Regions from separate parts of the Mus musculus genome. Here all the other regions are linked to region 3. A link is a contact called in public promoter capture Hi-C data. All regions are on one chromosome and are shown on one strand. Each heading gives the region's core, a stretch centred on a gene start, on an enhancer-like site or on the middle of the called end of the contact. The rest is flanking DNA. Distances are from core to core; before and after follow the strand shown.

What was found. Promoter capture Hi-C pulls out the DNA fragments that hold promoters and counts their contacts.
Region 1: a promoter capture Hi-C map of liver shows a contact between it and region 3, with 3 times the contacts expected there. The contact joins the promoter of Smim11 here to the enhancer-like site in region 3. A contact is called at or near these places in 18 of 39 promoter capture datasets (the 3T3-L1 cell line, 3T3-L1-derived adipocytes, the C10 cell line and 12 more), 6 of 484 Hi-C or Micro-C datasets (bone marrow-derived macrophages, cerebral cortex, cortical neurons and 2 more), 4 of 115 datasets of contacts at active chromatin or transcription factors (T-cell acute lymphoblastic leukemia, astrocytes, embryonic forebrain and 1 more) and 1 of 9 other capture datasets (liver).
Region 2: a promoter capture Hi-C map of liver shows a contact between it and region 3, with 4 times the contacts expected there. The contact joins the promoter of Slc5a3 here to the enhancer-like site in region 3. A contact is called at or near these places in 9 of 39 promoter capture datasets (the 3T3-L1 cell line, the C10 cell line, cranial neural crest and 4 more) and 1 of 9 other capture datasets (embryonic stem cells).

Annotation. Positions count from the first base shown.
Region 1 is chr16:92,299,792-92,302,716 of GRCm38.p6, reverse strand. It overlaps Smim11 (small integral membrane protein 11), which reads right to left and starts at 1,414. Exons shown (of 4, transcript NM_138743.2): 1 at 1,374-1,414.
Region 2 is chr16:92,056,975-92,059,674 of GRCm38.p6, reverse strand. It overlaps Slc5a3 (solute carrier family 5 (inositol transporters), member 3), which reads right to left and starts at 1,353. Exons shown (of 2, transcript NM_017391.3): 1 at 1,195-1,353. Mrps6 (mitochondrial ribosomal protein S6) reads right to left here and starts at 1,339. Exons shown (of 3, transcript NM_080456.1): 1 at 1,195-1,339. The coding sequence starts at 1,239.
Region 3 is chr16:93,587,228-93,589,927 of GRCm38.p6, reverse strand. It overlaps Setd4 (SET domain containing 4), which reads left to right. Exons shown (of 12, transcript NM_145482.3): 8 at 1-17; 9 at 2,028-2,109. Among named protein-coding and RNA genes, the nearest start is that of Setd4, 15 kb to the left of the region's middle. Within about 2 kb of position 1,432, at least 21 of the 459 cell types and tissues checked have an H3K27ac peak or open chromatin away from gene starts, as enhancers often do. A contact at or near this core is called in hepatocytes, liver and palatal mesenchyme, where this site is marked.

The DNA.
Region 1 (2,925 bases), core at 165-2,664, 1.3 Mb after region 3:
GATCTCTGAGAAGGAAGCAGGGGGCTGTGGGCGTGGCTGAGCCAGAGTGCTAACGCAAAGCTCTCGGTTCAGCCCAAGTAACTCACAACCCAACCTTGGTGGTACAAGCCTGTAACCCTAGCACTTGGGAGGTGGAGGTCAAGGGATGGGAGTTCAAGGTCATCTAAGGCTACAGAGAAAGACTGAGCTGGAGGCCAATCTCAGATGCACAGAATCCTGCCAAGGAAGGAGAAAGAGAAGAAAAAGAGAAGAGGAAGAGAAGGAGGAAAAAGTAAAAGCAAAGGGGAATCTGTACTGCTATGGAGTGGGTGGGGTGGGTAGAGGAGAGCGAAGGGCCCAGAGCAGCCAGGTTCATTTTCACCCACTACTTTAAATTTCAAGGCAGCTTGCAAGCTTTCTGCAAATGGGGATAACCAAGAAAGCTAAACATAGCAGTGAGCTGTCTGCTCTGATATCACGGACTCCTGGTGCCATTCAGAAGCAAGCAGCAGCTGGCAGCAGAGGGTGAGCCAAAGCCACTGGGGTAAGGACAGCTGGAGGCCATTAAAATATATGAAATGCAGGGAGCTGTCCAGGCTTAACCCTTAACGACAGAAAATAAAACTGTTTGTAGTTTTGATCTTTATTGCAAAGTATCCTGCCAGGTTTTATTCTAGAAACAAAGAAGACATTCACTCACTTTGATTATACCAATTTAAACGACGTGGACAATAGTCTGCTCACAAGCTCCGTGTGCTCCTTGGCGAGGCTAACAGAGTCGAGGGTGCACCTATCTCAGCATATAATGCACTCACCTATCCTAGCAGCTTGTGTCAACTGTCTGAAGCCGTTTTCACTCCCAGTCTCTACCCCTTTCACTCCAATTCCTCAGCCAACCATTTAAAGTATCGGTAGGTTCAAATCGCCATGACCCCTGGACCTCACTTAGCCCACTCAGCACAGGCCTTGGTTTTCAAGAAACCCAGAAGCACCTTATCCGGGTGGGTGGCCAGATTCCAAATTTCAAGGCTTTGGGGAGCCTGTGAGTTATGGTGCACTTCCCTACTAGATGAAACGACACGCCTTGTTTAAGCAACTTTGGCGCCTTTGCGATCTGGGGCACCACAGGATCAAACGGGGATTTGCTATCCCTGGATACTTGGGAGTGCCCAGTCCCAGGTTCTCGCCCCCAGGCATTGCCTCCACGGGGGTGGGGGGTGGGTAGAAGGCCAGGAGTTATCATCGCTCCCTTCCTGCGTCACCAAAACAAGGCGACAAGACTATTAGAGTTCCCAAGGGCTATGTAGCCGTAGGCAGCAAGTGTCATCATGGGAGAAACAAGAACGCGGGATGACCAAGGGATTCCCCAGAGCCCCAAAGACTCACACACTTACACTCAGGGCGGCGGGGCCTCCTCGCTTGCTGCTCACAAACCACGACTCCCACAATCCCGTCGTGAAAACTACAAGTCCCGAAATGCACCGCTCGGAACGGAAGCGCCATCTTGAAAGGCACCACTTGATACGCAGGCGCAGTGGCTTTAGGGCGCCCGCAGATTCGCTAGTATTAAGGAGCGTGTTTCTCCAAGCGCAGGCGCTATGGGCTTCAGGCCAGTTGCGCAGGAATCTGAGGCTACTGCAGAAATCCAAGTAGGAACCCTGAGGGTGGTCCGCAGGGGTTAGGGTTCGGCCTAGGACCCTTTGTTCATGTCCACTGGTCATTGACTCCTGTTCTATACAGCTGAAGACAATAGGTCCCAGGTTTTTTGTTTTGTTTTCCAGGCTTAGCATTCCTCCAAGGGGACAGACAAGAAGAATGCATCCCGGTTGAGATAACCGATAGATACCCAGATTTTAGGTTCCCAGTTTCATTTCTAGCCAGTGAATCCCCAAAGTGCCGGGTGGGGAGACGCAGACAGCAGCCCTGTCCAAGGCTCTGGAGAGGCAAAGTTCTCACCGAGACCTCCACCTCATCTCCCTCTTCTGTGGAGGGGGGAGCGGATGCCCGGTGCTGACACTAATTGCGGGGTGAATTCTTGGACCCAAGAAAGTTAGCTTCAGATCTCATCATGCCTCTTTGTGGAGATGAAGTTGAAAATGTTAGCGTGCAGAGGGTTTCACAGACCTGGTTGTGCTAACAAGAGAATATCACGTTGAGACTGTCGTTTAATTTAACTCTACAAGGCCTATAAAAGGACACACTATAATTGTAATATTTCACAAATGATGAAACGGAAACACAAAGGATTTTTTTTTCTTTCCCGAGGCTGAGGCCAGCTCGTGCCAGACCTGGGGCTCGCCATAAGTTGCGAGACTGGGATCAGCCCCTATCACCTGTTCCTTTTGCAATAGCTTTGAATCTGCACTGAAGTACTACTCAGATGTGTAGAACTAGCAGACTAAGCAGAAAGACTCTAAAGGGAACATGGATAGAAAAACAACAGCAACCCAGCTGTTTGACTTGGCATTTTCATTTAGAAAGCTTTGGTTGAAGTTGATACTGGAGGGAGAAGCTGGGGTAAATGGATCAACAACTGGATGCCCATCCAACTTGTTAGTTATCTCCTGTTAACACAACAAAATGCTTGACAGAAGCAGCTTAGGTTATCTAGACTAGGTGAGTAGAGTCCACAGCTGGGAGGAGAGTGATGGAGGCTTGACCTCTCTTGGTCTTCTCCTTCAGGTTCCATCCAGGATCCCAGCCCAGGGAATGGTGGCACCCATTTAGAATGTTTTCCCACCTCATGTAACCCAATCTATATAATTCCCACAGGCATTCCCAGAGGTGTGGCTGTTACCCTAGTCTAGATCCTGTGATGTTGCCCATATTAACTACCACATAAAGATGTAGCATTTCTCCTGTTCCCCCTAAGTAAAATTGACTGATTGATGTCCATGTTATAACTATATTTTCCAGTGAGGATGATAAAGTATGTTTAATGAAAGC
Region 2 (2,700 bases), core at 104-2,603, 1.5 Mb after region 3:
ACCCCTCTGTTGTTCCTATTCTTTTAACTCTGTAAAACCCAATGAGGAAGGAAGGTAGATAAAGTATTACCCAGAGGTGAGACAATGTTCTCCCGGAGCCAGGGAGTCAGTAAGCTTGGGGGCACAAACTTCAGGACCATCAGGTGGCTCTGGTGTCCTTTCCAAGCCAACCCTGTACAAGGCACACCGAACAATCTCCTCCTGCTGCCTGACTGTTAGCTGTTCACCAGAGCCTAGCCCGTGACCCCTGGCTTAAGTTGATTCAAACTGAAGCCACTACTTGAAATTGACCCAAAGCCTACATGCCCAGGGCTAGAAGAAAGCTGCTTCCAAACGCTCAAAAAAAGGACAACGGTTGCTTTTGTTTTCTTTTAAACTGTACCTGCTAGGGAAGGAGAGTGCGTGAAAGCACACTACATTACCGAATTCTCTCAGAAGAATGGGGATTTCAGCGACGACTGACTGACTCAGAACATAGCTGCCTCCGCCGGCCGCCGACCCCAGTCCGTGACCCGGCTGCTGGTGGTTTATCATCCCTCCAAACCTGAAAGTCCCTACCTCCAGATCAATCAAAAGCTGGGGGAAGGCATGTCTTCGGAAACACAAGCAAGGCCACAACTTGGATGAATAAAACTGGGCTAAGGGCACCCGGAGCAGGATTTCCGCTGGAGTCAGAAAAAGAAAGGTCAAAAGATTTTTTTTTTCTTTTTGGTGTGATAGCGGTGACAAGTGCGTGGGTACACAGCCGGCACTGGCGGGCTTTGGAGGAAGGCTGTAACTGATCGCGGACGCTGAGGGCAGGCGATCGGGACCAGCGGCCGGCGGGGACGACGAGCAGCTTCTCGACGCGTGGGCGCAGAGCGGGGCTGGCCTGGGTTCTCGCGCGTGTGTCCTCCCGCAGTCCTTCCATCGGACTCCGGAGAGCCGGGGTCCGAGGCCCGCCCCGCCCCCTGCTCGGCACACCCCCTCCCGCGACCGCGCACACGCGCGGGCATACACACCCCCCGCCTCCCGCGCGCACGCGGCCGCGCCGAGCGCCTGACCCACGCGCCACCCCCCCACTTTGCGCCCGCGACCACCCGCGCACCGCGCGAGAGGACCCGGTGTCCAGCAGGCAGGACACGCGGGACTGGGAGGCCTAGAGGCGGCGGGGCGCGCCCGCGCGGGAACTCGGTCTGAGGGAAGGTCACTTACCCGCCGCATGGCTTTCAGAATCAAAGCCAACTCGTAGCGGGGCATCGCCCAGGTTGGCGGCGCCGAGTCCAGGAGAGCCGGGGTCGCGAGGGCGGGGACGCGGGGCGCAGAGGAAGACGAGAGAGGAACACGGCCGGTCAGCTCCCGGACGGCGAAAGCACCGTGCGACCCCGCGAGGCCGGGTTTAAAGGCTCCGGCAGCTGCGCAGACGGCTCGCCCCGCCCACCGAGAGCCCCGCCCACCCGGCACCGCCCCGCCCCTCTCCCGGAGGGCGCCTTGCACTTGCACCTCAACGGCTTCCTGCTTGCCCTCCCGGGCCGTGTCTGTGTCCCCCGAGCCTGCGGAGCGTGGACACGGTCTCGAGCAGCCCGTCGGAGGCCGTCTCCTCGCTCGGCACGCACCCGCTCCCCGCCGCCTCCGCGCCTACCAACCTTGGGCTCTGGAACCCGGTGGAACTTTCCAGGCCTCCCCGCCCACCCTCCCTTCCCGGGTGCTAGGCGAGCGAGTGCGCGTGCGCCGCGGTGCGGTGCGGTGCGATGCGGTCTGGCTGCTGTGTGCCCCTCGCCCGCGTCTCCAGGGAGGAAGGCGGGGTGCTAAGGAGTGACTGCTGCACCAAGCCGCAAAGAAACAAGCCTGGAACCGAAGGGCTATGTAGGCATTTGCTGTGTGTGCCTAGCCTGACCCAGAAGCAGGTTAATGCTTCGACTCTCGCCAGTTATTCTTTAAATATTATCCTTGCTTTTCTGGTAAAGGAAACTATGGATTCCCTGAAACACAGGAGTAAGGAGGGGCTTCGTAGAGGGTCCCAGGTCCAGCACTCCACAGCGCGCGCGCACACACACACACCCATACACGCACATATAGAGCTAACTCGGGACTCCCCTCCTTCTGCCCCTGCTCCTGTTTCTTAGCTCTGGAAGGCACTAATTCCGCTGCAATGGTTGTCTTCTGCTCCCACCTTACTCCAACTAAAAGGGTCTTTAAGTGAAATGTTCTTGTAACTTTAAAGTGCTCTAATAATAATTTACTAATAATTTACTGAGGGCTTACTGTCTGTAGCAGGCACGACACTGAGGCTGTTTGTTCTCACTTTAGCTCTGTGAAGCAAATCGTACTACTCGCCCTATTTTAGGTATTAGCAAACAGAAAAATGCAAGGATAATTTAATTAGTCCAAGGTCAAACACAAACGCGTGGAAAGAAAATTTTGTGTCCAGAATGTCTGAAGAATAGTTTCACTGCCTACACTTATGAACCTCACCCCGTCCCCCATCTTACAGGCCAAGATGTTGGTCTTACTCAGTGGCGTTGGACGTCTTTGTAAAGCACACATGGAGACTATCTTTGTCACCTCCTCCACAGACCAATCTCCACAGAAGATTATGGTTTTGAATACAACCTAGGATACCTGGTTTTTTTAACATTTTCATTAACATTTCAAGGTTTGTCCTGTGCCCTTCAACACAAACTACAAAACCACCTACTTAGCATCAGCCACACACCTGGT
Region 3 (2,700 bases), core at 183-2,682:
CGTTCCTGTCTCGGCAGGTTGGACTGGCTGATAGTGGTTATTTCCCGTTCTAATGGAAAGAGCTGTCCTAGGCAACATTCAGTTTCTCAGGCAGAGCCTGCCTGCGCTTCCTGAGTGGAATTTCTTTGTTGAAGTAAAATCAGCACAACTGATTGATACTGATTGATCGGTTCATCCGGGTCATGAACCAGGACGGTGGAGTGGGAAGAGAGCTGCTTAGCGGATGAGTGTGAGTGTCACGGCTGGGAGGAAGCAGGCATCTTTGTTCTGAGGCGTCATTGTTGCTGCAGAGGGAGTAAGCCTGTCGTGAGTGGAAACTTACTCAGCACTCAGGTAGAAGAAGCAGCTAAGCCCTGAGCAAGCCGCCAGAGGCTTCAGTGCCCGGCTTATGTTCATCTGTGTAGGCTGGGACGAGTATAGTATAGTAACTCTCAGGAGACACTGTCTGCCTTCGTAAGGCAGAATATCAAGTATGCTTCCTAGAGACACAAGAGCCAGAGCTGGGGCAGCGAGATGGGACGGGCCAGTGGGTGGAGGAGGGGCTTGCCGTAAAGCTTGGTGACCCGAGTTCAGGCCTCAGGACGTCCAGGGTGGAAGGAGAGAACTGGCTCCGGTAATTTGCCCTCTGCCCTTCCGTATGTATGTGGTACACTGACAACACATGATAAATGCATGCAGGGATTTCTCTGTAAAGAAAAGTGTGAGTGGGGACTTGTCCAGTGAGTTAGGAAGCCGGCTGGCTTTGAGATTGGCCTGTTCTGAGTCCTTGTAGTTGTCTTGTGGTGGCTCTGACTGTAAGCAGTTCATGTGTGTCTTAGTCAGGGTTTCTATTCCTGCACAAAACGTCATGACCAAGAAAAGAAGCAAGTTGGGGAGGAAAGGGTTTATTCAGCTTACACTTTCCACATTGCTGTTCATCACTAAAGGAAGTCAGGACTGGAACTCAAGCAGGTCAGGAAGCAGGAGCTGATGCAGAGGCCATGGAGGGATGTTCTTTACTGGCTTGCTCAGCTTACTCTCTTTTTTTTTTTAAAGATTTATTTATTTATTATTATATGTAAGTACACCGTAGCTGTCTTCAGATGCACCAGAAGAGGGCGTCAGACCTCATCACGGGTGGTTGTGAGCCACCATGTGGTTGCTGGGAATTGAACTCAGGACCTTCGGAAGAGCAGTCAGTGCTCTTACCCACTGAGCCACCTCTCCAGCCCCCAGCTTACTCTCTTATAGAACCCAAGACTACCAGCCCAGAGATGGCACCACCCACAAGGGGCCTTTCCCCCTTGATCACTAATTGAGAAAATGCCTTACAGTTGGATCTCATGGAGGCATTTCCTCAGCTGGAGCTCCTTTCTCTGTGATAACTCCAGCTGTGTCAAGTTGACACAAAACTCGCCAGTACACCGTGTAAACACATGGAACAAGCATTATGTTTAACATGGAGTAGGGCCCAGGGGTTGGCTCAGTGGCCTGCCTGGTCTGGCATGTGCAGGCCCTCTCTGAAGGAAAAGGAAAGCTTGCTTCTGTCAGAGTTACACCCCCAAATCCTTGCTTTTCTTTCTTTTTAAAACACAGAATGGAAGTCTTCTATCACCTCAAAAAACAAAAGAGCCATTGCTTTCTCTCTCCTTCAGAAACGTCCGCCAGGCTTCACAGTTTAGGCTGAGGCTGTGGTCACGGCTGCGGGGACTGCTTTGAATCAGGTGTAACGCAGTATTGCCGTCCTGGGCGTGTGCTGAGGCAGCCTGTTCCTAGCTGGCCCCCAGCAGGGCTAACCCTCTGGCGGCTTCCTCTTAGGCTGTTGATGTGCTTAGGGGCAGCCTGAGCCTCGCGTCTGTGCTTCTGTCCTCCGCCTTGGAAAGCTCACAGCTCTTCAGGGAGCCGGGATCTCAGCGAGCTGTCCTAAAGAGGACACTTGGTGTGAACTGGCAGACACTCTGGTTATCGTGGGCGGCTGATGGGAGGGAGAGGGGCATGTGCTTTATCTGAATCACATCCTAAGTCTGATGGTCTCCTCTCTAATGCAGACATGCTGGTTAAGTTCCTCCCTGCAGCAGATAAGCAGCTCCACAGGAAGATAACCATTTTGAAGGATCATGGCTTTACAGGGTAAGGCTTTTCTGTCTGGAAATTATCCCTTCAGGGAGTTCCCATGGGAATACTCCTGGCTCTGGTTTCTGTAAGTGTGACCCTCCTGTCTCTGTGTTGGCTGTCAGGTGGGTGTTTATTAAGCTCTTAGACTGTAGCAAGTTGGGCTTGTTGTCCTAGGCACTCAAGGGGTGAGAGTCAAGCTTGAAACAGTCCTGTCCGTGACCCAGGCCCGGGTCAGGTGGGGTGGAGCTGCGCTGTCACAGGCCATGCTGGTCCCTAGCAGAACATCAGGGACGGTGACCTACACCGGATCCCCAGCTCTTTCACGTCTTCTTTTCTGGATAAAATCAGGTTTTTTGGGTACACAGCGACAGTGGCTGTTTGCTCTCCGGGATGACCAGGGTCTCTGTGTTCATCTCACTGTAAACGTGTGATGTAGTTACCAGGCCGCTTGCTGTGGTCCCGTGACCAAGTTCAGTGTCTGGCTGAAATTGATTGGAAATGGCTTTTAGCCTTGTCTTAGTTAGGGTTACTAGTGCTGTGATAAAACACCATGACCAAAAGCAAGTCTGGGAGGAAAGGGTTCATTTGGCTCACACTTCCACATCA